Regions from separate parts of the Mus musculus genome. Here region 1 is linked to region 2. The links are chromatin contacts, called in public HiChIP or PLAC-seq maps. All regions are on one chromosome and are shown on one strand. The core of a region is the stretch at or near the end of the contact, and the rest is flanking DNA. Distances in the headings are between cores, read along the strand shown.

Region 1 (4,864 bases), core at 563-3,062, 210 kb after region 2:
AAACATATATCTCTTCGTGTACACCTCTCCTCCTCTGTGGGGACTACATGTCAGGCCATGAGCACACATAGTCCCTGCTTCGGAGCAGAGGAAACCCCATGTCTGCAAAGGCCCTGTCCCTGTCCAATTACCAGCTGAGGCTAATCCAGCCAAAATCCAACATCATCGTCTCCTCCACTTGAGAACTCGTCACATAGTTCTCATCTGAGCTCCCCACTCTGCATCATCATCCAGACTCCCCCTGCACCACCGGAAGAAACCTGACTACCCACGTTCTCATCCCAAGTCCATTTTCCAAGGTCTACATCCTTGGCCCAGCATCCATCGAAGCTCAGCTTCCTGGTTTCCACATGACTGATGCCCCACTGAGCTCACACCATCCATCTCCCTGAGAGTGACTGAGGCTCATGCCATGGGGCCCTCCCAAGCAGCTCGGGGGTTGGGGTGGGGAATTCATAACCACAGGGCAGAAGCCTACTTCTTGCTCAAGATTCCGGCTTCCTGAGCAGAGCAAAGCTTGGCACAAGGGAGTCTGATAGCACCAGGCCTGGCTCTTCCTGACACATTGTGTAACACGAACAATATTTGTTTGTTTTTCCTTTTCGGAGCCTCAGTTTCCCCATCTGCACAGCAAGAAGGCTGGCTGAGGTGGGCTCCACAGGTGCTGCCTGGAGCCTCACTCAGCCCTAAGACCTCCCTGGGAAACACTCCCAGACCAGCCAACTCTGCATTTATGTACCATGTACAGGAGAATGCTTTCCTCTGAAGGGCATGGGCTGTAGGTGATCTTGTCCCATTTCAGGACTCTGGTCACCAGACTAACTTAGGTCCCTGTAACAGAGTCTGCCTAAGTGTTTGCTAAGTGAATAACTGATAGAACAGTTTGAGTTGTGGGCCAAGGTCCTTCAACAAGACAGAGCTGGCTTGCTTCCCAACTTCCTATGCCAAGACTCTTCTTCTATAGAAGGCTTTAGACCCAATCCCTGTCCTCTCCTACAACTTCCAAGGATGATGGCCCAGACTCCATTGTCTCCTGTCATTCTAAGGTGCTAAAAGGCTTGCGCTTCCCTCTTTGATTGCTTTCCCAAAGATGCCTAGACAAATTAGAGGAGGGGCAGTAATCCCACTAGAAGCCTCAAATGGCCCTGATCTTGGGGCCAGACCTCAGACCCCCAGGAGCTGTTCCTTTGCCCTTTCTCAGGGAGCTCGGGGAAGGCGGACGCTGCCCTGAGTCACCACTGACTAAGCCGGCTGGACAGCCCATGTCCTGGCCCCTGGCCCAGCTGCACTTGGTGGCCTGCACAGAGGCTACTTGACTGCCACAGCCTTGGAGACCACCAAATAGGCTGTACCTGCAGGTCTCTGCTCTACCCCGGGTGGCCCATCTGAGAGGGGTGTGTCTGAAACCTCCGACCCGGATCCCAAGGCAGGCGTGGCCTCAGTTTCCCGTTTGCAGCGGCACATCAGAGCCCGACAGAGGGGTTAAAGAGCACTCACATAAGGTCAGGCCGGTGTCGGTGCAAGATAGCGCAGAAGGCCAGGCCATCGCGGAACGAGGTGGTCATGTTGGTGATGCTCACGTCCCGGTAGCCCTCGCACTGCTGCCGGCACCATTCTTGCAGGGCCTTTATGGCGGCCATATGGGCGGCAGGACGGGCTGGCGGCTCGAGGAGCTGGCTACAGGCCCCTCTTGGGCCCGAGACGCGCAGGAGGCCCGGACCCGCCGACCACCAGCCGGGCTGGAAGAAGAGAACACCGGGAGACCGGCGCCCCACACACTCTTGACGCCTGCGAGGCCGCCGGCCCCGCCCCCTAGAGGCCCCGCCTCTTCAGACCCGCCCCCACAAGATCACGCCTCTTGAAGGCCTGGCTCACCAGCTCCAAGCTCCACACAGGCTCCTTGTTCCGGCCGCACCGCCCCAGTTTGGTCAGGCCACACCCACGCCCCACAAAGGGCACGCCCACATAAGACCACGCCCCCTCTTTCCTGGGACTTGAAGAATAGGGGCCCGGTACTCTGGGCGTTGGCTCCCGCCTTGGCCTTTAGCCATAACTCCCAGCAGAGGCGTCGGGGTTTTCTTTTTTTGTTTTCCTTGAGACCGGGACCAATGTAGCTCGCATTGGCCTCTAGCTTATTATAAAAGCAAAGATGACCTTGTGTTTCAGATTCCCCAGCCTCCACCTCCTTTACTGCTCTCGGATTACAGGCTTGTGCCCCACACCATGCCTGGTTTGTGCAGTGCTGGGTATGGACCCTGAGGCTTCCTGCATGCCAGGCAAGCATACCACCAGCTGAGCTACACTCCCAGCTACGGTTTTCTTTCTTACTTTTAATTCTATCTTATGCATATGGGCTTTGGTCTGAAAGTGTATCTGCACCCCTTGTGTGTCTGGTAGCCCGGGAGACCTGAAGAAGGCCCCTGCTCTTCTAGAATCGGAGTTGGAGCGGGTTGTGCTGCCATGTGGGTGCTGGAAACTAAACCCCAGGACTTCTGGAAGAGCAGCAAATGCTCTTAACGACTGACCCATCTCTCCAGTCCAAACCCGCAACAGCGTTCTTTTATTTTATTTTATTTTTTAAAGTTGAGGCCAAGCTGCCTAGTCTGCCTAACTCATCCTCCTGCCTCAGCCTCTAGAGTTGGCAGCCTGTTGACAAATGGGAAAACAGAGGCTAGGGTAGATGCAACCTCTGAGGAGTGTCCCTTTTCAGGGTCTACAAAGCTGTCTGGTTGGAAGCTGGGGTGGACCTTGCTGAGTAGTGTGCTTTCCCATCAGACAGATACTGGTCGTGATGGCACACACCTGGAATCCCAGCCCTCAGCGGGGAGAAGCTGGAAGATCAGAAATCCAAGCTTATCCCAGGATACATATGGGGTGCAAGGCTGACATGGGCGACCTGAGACCCTGTCTCAAACTTTAAAATACTGTCTGCTTTCCCTTCACCCTCAAGGGTGCCAAGCCAGCCAGAATAACCGCTCTACATTCACAGAGGAGGAAAGGAAGGCTGAGGGGGCACGCTCCAGGGGTCTTGAGACAGGAGACTCTTAGCCTCTTTCAAGTCTCTGAGGATGCCAGGGGTGATTAAGGAAAGTACCTCTCCCAGGTCCTCAGTTAGAGCCAGGGGCTGCCCTGAATGTTCTTTTGTTGTTTTGTTTTGTTTCTGAGACAGAATTTCTCTGTGTAGCCCTGGCTATCCTGGAACTCACTCTGTAGACCAGGCTGGCCTCGAACTCACAGAGAACCACCTGCTTCTTCCTCAAGTGCTGGAATTAAAGGTGTGCGCCACCTCTGCCCAGCTTTGTTTCTCCGCACCCTCAGGAATCTATATGTCATCAGATGGACCGGACTATGACAGCAACAGTGTGAACCGGCCCTTCCCAGCTGGGCCCCAGAGCTTGTCTAGGCAGGATCTTTAGGAAGGTAGGTGTTTTCCCCAAAATGGCATCTGGCTTGGAGCCAGGTGCCGTCTCTACCAGGAGTGAAAACAGGTTTTCCGTGCCCAAGCTGTGGGCTGGCATCAAGGAGGCACCTGGGTACAGGCAGCAGGTGTGGGGCTGGTAGGTGGGCAGCAAGATCCTCATCCCAACTCTGGAGGGCACAAGACTGCCCCTGGGATTATAGCCCCAACCCTTGCCCAGTGGAAGCAGCTGACCTGCCCGAGGGTTCTCGCCAGGAGGACAAAGTGCAGTATCACACCCCATTCAGCTAGAGCCTGGTCCCGGAACCAGGTTTTCCTGACCCTCTGGGCAGCAATTACAAGAACCGGAAAAGCTGGTAAGGAAGGTAACTGCCAAGACGTGGGGAGAAAGGGTGTGCAAACGGAGGGAGGGCCATGCCAGGGTCTGAGTTCTAATGTCAGCTCCAGGGTCATCATGTGACCAGCCTCTTCAGACTCCCCACCCTTAGCTCCTGCCACCTCGGGAGCTTGAGGACAGTATTCGTGACAGTCCCCTGGGGCCACTAATCATGTCACCACCAGCACCTCATAGAGCCTGCCTTTCTAGAGTCCCCCAAACGGGAACACCTCAATCTGCCCACCACTGTGAGCCTTCCCACATGCTCCCCCGGGGGCTTAGTCCACCATAGTCCACCTTGCAGACCTCCTTAAATGTTCCAAGAGCCCCTCTTGCCAACTCTCCTCTGAATAAAGTCCAGGAACCTTATCAGCCACCAGAACCTGCCAGCCCCGCTTATCGTGACTCTGCAGGCCACACCCTACCATGTTCCCTCTGGGCCTTGGTTCTCCAGCTGACTCCAAGAGCCCACTGTGCAACTCCACCAGGCCACTGAAGTCATTTGGGCGCTCTTCTCGGCTCCTCCCACCTCCCCTCCAGCCCTCATATAGCTGGTGCTCCCCCATCCAACCAGAAGCCTTTGGCCCCAGTCTGAGAAACCTTTTCTCATGCTGTCACCTCTGCCCTGGTGGCACCTAGCCCCAGCTTTCACTAAGTCAGCTTTTCTCAGTGACAGCCATTGTCTGGGTAACAAACCATAGACCTGCCCCGGGAGGCCAGGAAAATGGGCATCAAACCTACTGCTTGGGCTGGAGAGATGGCTCAGTGGTTAAGAGCACCGACTGCTCTTCCAGAGGTCCTGAGTTCAATTCCCAGCAACCACGTGGTGGCTCACAACAATCTATAATAGGATTGATGCCCTCTTCTGGTGTTTCTGAAGAGAGCAATGGTGGTGTAATCATATGCATAAAATAAATAAATCTTTAAAAGAAAAAACCTTCAGTCTTAGTGTCTTGTGCTGCAAAGGAAAGCATAGCTGTCTCTCACAGGGGAGAGTGCACACAGTAGGCACTCAATGAATTCATGTGCTTACAATTGAGTCTTTATTCCTCACAATGATCTCCTGGGTG
Region 2 (4,643 bases), core at 637-3,136:
GAAGGGTGGAAAGATCACTTCACTGTTCCTGTGGCGCTGGCCTCTCCACCGCCTGCCAAATCCAGATGTTCCAGTCTGGATGGCTGCATGGCTGAGCCCACCGCTCCCTTCTCCCAGCCAGCAATCTTTCAGACATGAGTGTTAGTGAAAGCAGCCCGGGGGGTGGGGGGTGGGGAGCACTGCCCTCTCACACGGACGTCGCTATACCGTTTAGCTCCATCTAATTTGGGCAACGGCTGTAGATTTTCTTTGCTTAGTGGTCAATGAGGGAGATAGGAGTGGAGTAAGGGAAGAGGGAGAGAAATTCTTTCTTGCTGGAGCTGGCTGCCAAGAGCAGCCCACACCTGGGTACCAGATGTGCCTGCGTGGAGGGCCATGGCTGACCCGGTGGCCACACAGCACCACAGAATAGCTCTACCAAGCAGAATGGGGCCCATGAGACCAGCCTGGCGGTGGATGGTTGCTGCTTGGTTCCTCTCTGCTGCCATCTCTGTTTCCTCTCCGGGATCTTCCAGGCATGCTGAAGGCTTTCTGGTGGTCCACAGTGTCAGGCAGAGCCCATGGCTCTGGTCCCACAGAGCTTTCACCCGTGGACCAGGAGGTTACTTAGTGATGCAAGCCTGTCTGTCCTGCTGGAAATTTCTCATGGGGAATCTTGAAGCCTTGAGTTAGTGAAGGCAGCCAAGTTCCAATAACAAAGCGATGTTTTTCTCAAACATGGGTAGAGATGCTGAGAATAGTGATAGAGACCTGTTGATCTTGGTACTTAGCAGAGTTCAAGGCCCGCCTGGGTTGCAGAGCAACTTCAAGGCCTGTGAGACCCTGTCTTAAAATAAACTGTAAAAAGAAGTCTACAAACAGAATCTGTAGGGGAGGTGTTGGGGGCATGGCTCAATGGTAGACCCCTGCCTAGAAACCCCAGTGAAGGGCTGGGGGCGTGGCTCAGTGGTAGAGCCCCTGCCTAGAATCCCCCAGTGAGGGGCTGGGGGTGTGGCTCAGTGGTAGAGCCCCTGCCTAGAATCCCCCAGTGAGGGACTGGGGGCGTGGCTCAGTGGTAGAGCCCCTGCCTAGAATCCCCCAGTGAGGGGCTGGGATGTGGCTCAGTGGTAGAGCCCCTGCCTAGAATCCCCCAGTGAGGGGCTGGAGGCGTGGCTCAGTGGTAGAGCCCCTGCCTAGAATCCCCCAGTGAGGGGCTGGGATGTGGCTCAGTGGTGGAGCCCCTGCCTAGAATCCCCCAATGAGTGGCTGGGGGCGTGTCTCAGTGGGAGAGCCCCTGCCTAGAATCCCCCAGTGAGGGGCTTGGGGTGTGGCTCAGGGGTAGAGCCCCTGCCTAGAATCCCCCAGTGAGGGGCTGGGGTGTGACTCAGGGGTGGAGCCCCTGCCTAGAATCACCCAGTGAGGGGCTGGGGGCGTGTCTCAGTGGTAGAGCCCCTGCCTAGAATCACCCAGTGAGGGGCTGGGGGCGTGGCTCAGTGGCAGAGCACTTACCTAGCATAAATGGGATCTGAGGTCTACCACTAGCATCAGTAGAGAAGCAAATAAACAAAACCTAGATCATCGGGGGAATGTGTGCTGTGTATCTGGCCCACACAGGCCTGGGCACAGATCCTCCTCTAGTGCCAGCATTAGAGGATCCAGCCAGGCCATGGGCTCCAAGACTGGATTTAAAGTACGATGAGAAACTAGGGCCCATCAGCCTGCCCCACACATGTCTCGGGGAAGGAAAGTAAGCACAGTGAGAGGGGTTTGCCTGAGGAGACCCTGCCTCCTGAGGGGAGGCATTCCCTCACGAAAGTCCTCTGCTATGGGGTTGGTCTTTGCCCCTCTTCCAGGCATCTGTGATGTAATAGTTTTCCTTTGTTGGATCGAGGAGTATCTAGCAGAGTAAAGCGGTGTACCTCCTGGGTGTCTGAGAGCATTTTCATTGAGTGGGAACATTCGGTTGAGTGAGAGAACCTTTCTGAATGAGGGGTGGCGCCATCCCATAACATACAAGCCAATGGGATAAAAGCGGAAGTTCCCTAGACATGGGTGGCTCTCTCAGCCTCTCAGCTTCCTGGCCTCTATGAGGTGGGCAGCTCTGTCTCTCCGCGTGCTCCCAGTCCTGACATAACCCAGAAACAATGGAAGGGAGTGACCACAGGCTGAGACATCTAAAACCATGAGCCCAAAGGATTGCTTTCTTCTTTCTGTTGTTTCCTCGGGCATTTTGTCATAGCAGTGGGTAGGTTAATGCATGGGAAAGCCAGATGAACTCAGGCTAAGGCCCCTCCACCTCTGGCCGCATCTGAGTCCCCGTGTTGACAAGACCTAGGTAGAGCAATACCTATGGAAGGCTTCATCTCCTTAACGATTTTATTTGACAATTTTAAGAAATTTCCATTTTTAGTTATTATTCCCTAATGCTTTCATACATAGATAAGGTATATTTTGTCATATTTAACCTACACAACCCTCTCTTTCCACCTACTGCTCCTATTTGAACTCCTTCCTCACCCCAGGTTACCCCCTCCTACTTTCAGGTCTTTCATGGTTAGTGTGGTTGAAGTTTTGGCGACCCACTGAGTTTCATTAGGGCTGCCCACATAAGGATGGTTAAGGGTTAGTCACACAAGTACAGACAATGTACCAGTGGCTATACCACTGAGGAAAATTATTCTCAACTCCCCAGAAACCTTAACTATATATAGCTTCTTAGCAAGGAGTAGGGATGGGTCTCACAAGCCCTTCTTCCAGTTTTTATTTCTATTTAAAAACTATTTTCCTTTTTTTTTTTATTGTGTATGGGTGTTTTGCTTGCACGTATATATGTGCACCAGATGTGTGCAGTGTCCAGAGAGGCCAGAAGAGGGTTTTGGTCCTTGGAACTGAAATTATAGATGGTTATAAACTGCCACGCAGGTGCTAGAGATTTAACCTGGATCCTCTGGCAGAGCAACAAGTGTTCTTAATCTCTGAGACATCTCTCCAGCACAACACACACACACACATACACACACACACACACACCTTTTTATTTCTTGAGACAAAGCTCTTACTATGTAGCTGAAGCTGGCCTCCAACTCATAACACTCCCACCTTAGCCTCCCTCGAGGCCAAGATTTCAGGTGTCTGCCCCCACACCCAGTTTAGACAGATGAAAGTCTTCACTCTCTCTGTCTACTGAAAACTATCTTACCTGAATCACGTTTCTAACTCCTCTTTTCTGATCCAGCTTCTTTCAGATTTGAAGTAATTTGGCATCTGCTCTAATTTTTTTTTGGCTTTAGAAAAGTAGCAAAAATTAATTAATCTACAGCTGCCCTGATAACAAAAGTTAATAGAAATTTTAATAAAAATACAACCTCAATAAGCTTCCCTATTGTTCTAATAAATGCAATAGAAGTTTAGGATGGTAGATAAAAAAAAATTAATAAACCACCGGAGGGCAGGGACTGCGCAGCTCAAACAAAGGGCGCGGTCTGGGCTCAGCCTCCTCTGCCAGCGAGAGAGAGAACCTGACCCAAGAGTATTCCTCATTCCGTGCTGGGTGTCTCAACTTGTATTGGATCTTCAATTAATGCTTAAAAAAGGAAATACACACACACACACACACACAAAGAAGGAAACAGGAGGGTCTCATGTGGCCAAGGCTGACCTTGAACTCCTGACCCTTCTGCTTCTACCTCCTGGGTGGACTACAGGTGTGTGTTATTACCATGCACAGCTTATGCCATGCAAAGGATCAAACCCATGGCTTTGCGCATGCCAGGAAAGAACTTTAACCAACTAAACTGCATCCCAGCCATTGATAGTCCTCTTGAGACAAGGTCTCATTATGTAGTCCAGGCTAGCCTCAGATTCTCCATAATCCTCCTGCCTTGGCCTCTTGGGTCGCTAGGCTTACAGGTAAACAGCATCAGGCCCACATAGTACTGATTTGTTTTCGTTGTTGTTTGTTTTGTGAGGTAGGACTCACTCTGTAGCTCAGACTGACCTTGAACTTGCGATGACTCTCCTGTCTCTCCTTCCTGGGTCCCAGGCAAGCCCGGTTGCATCTGGTAGCTGTAGGTCTCTTAGAGCTGGGGAATCACAATCATGAATAAACAGTGCTGTGTGCTCCTCAGAGCAAGGGAGGGCTGAGCTCCAGCCCCGAGCAGATATTATGTGAAGGAAACAGGTGCCTGCTTCTTCATGGGCTCATCAATTATAGTGAGGAAAGCCACGAGGGCTTCTGAATAGTGTTGCAGCCTAGTGTCTCAAAATGGCTAAGCCAATTCCCAGCAAGGGTTTGGTGGGTCTCCTCCCACAACCCACAGGCTGGTTAACTGACCTGAAAAAGCTGAGTGTGGTGAAAGCCTGTCATGTCGGCTATCCAGGAGGCCAAAGCTGGAAGATTGCAAGGCCAAGACTTAGGCTACAAAGTTCAAAGTCAGCTTCAGCAATTTAGTAAGAACTTGTCTTGAAATAAAAATAAAAATAGGGATGGGGTATGGCTCAGTGGTAGAGCACCTGCCTAGAATCCCCCAGTGAGGGGCTGGGGCGTGGCTCAGTGGTAGAGCCCCTGCCTAGAATCCCCCAGTGAGGGGCTGGGGATGTGACTCAGTGGTAGAGCCCCTGCCTAGAATCCCCCAGTGAGGGGCTGGGGGCGTGGCTCAGTGGTA

Evidence for each region. HiChIP or PLAC-seq counts read pairs in DNA pulled down with a chosen protein or histone mark.
Region 1: an H3K4me3 HiChIP or PLAC-seq map of embryonic basal ganglia shows a contact between it and region 2, with 3 times the contacts expected there. The contact joins the promoter of Micall2 here to the promoter of 4930500L23Rik in region 2. A contact is called at or near these places in 17 of 39 promoter capture datasets (the 3T3-L1 cell line, 3T3-L1-derived adipocytes, the C10 cell line and 10 more), 7 of 15 datasets of contacts at CTCF or cohesin (CD8 T cells, the G1E-ER4 cell line, the NIH/3T3 cell line and 3 more), 93 of 484 Hi-C or Micro-C datasets (the 63-12 cell line, B cells, the C2C12 cell line and 60 more), 16 of 115 datasets of contacts at active chromatin or transcription factors (the HPC-7 cell line, the NIH/3T3 cell line, astrocytes and 13 more) and 5 of 9 other capture datasets (adipose tissue, embryonic tail, embryonic trunk and 2 more).

The regions. Positions count from the first base shown.
Region 1 is chr5:139,734,521-139,739,384 of GRCm38.p6, forward strand. Micall2 (MICAL-like 2) reads right to left here and starts at 1,813. Exons shown (of 17, transcript NM_174850.3): 1 at 1,498-1,813. The coding sequence starts at 1,640.
Region 2 is chr5:139,521,865-139,526,507 of GRCm38.p6, forward strand. It overlaps 4930500L23Rik (RIKEN cDNA 4930500L23 gene), which reads left to right and starts at 1,887. Exons shown (of 4, transcript NR_040701.1): 1 at 1,887-2,070.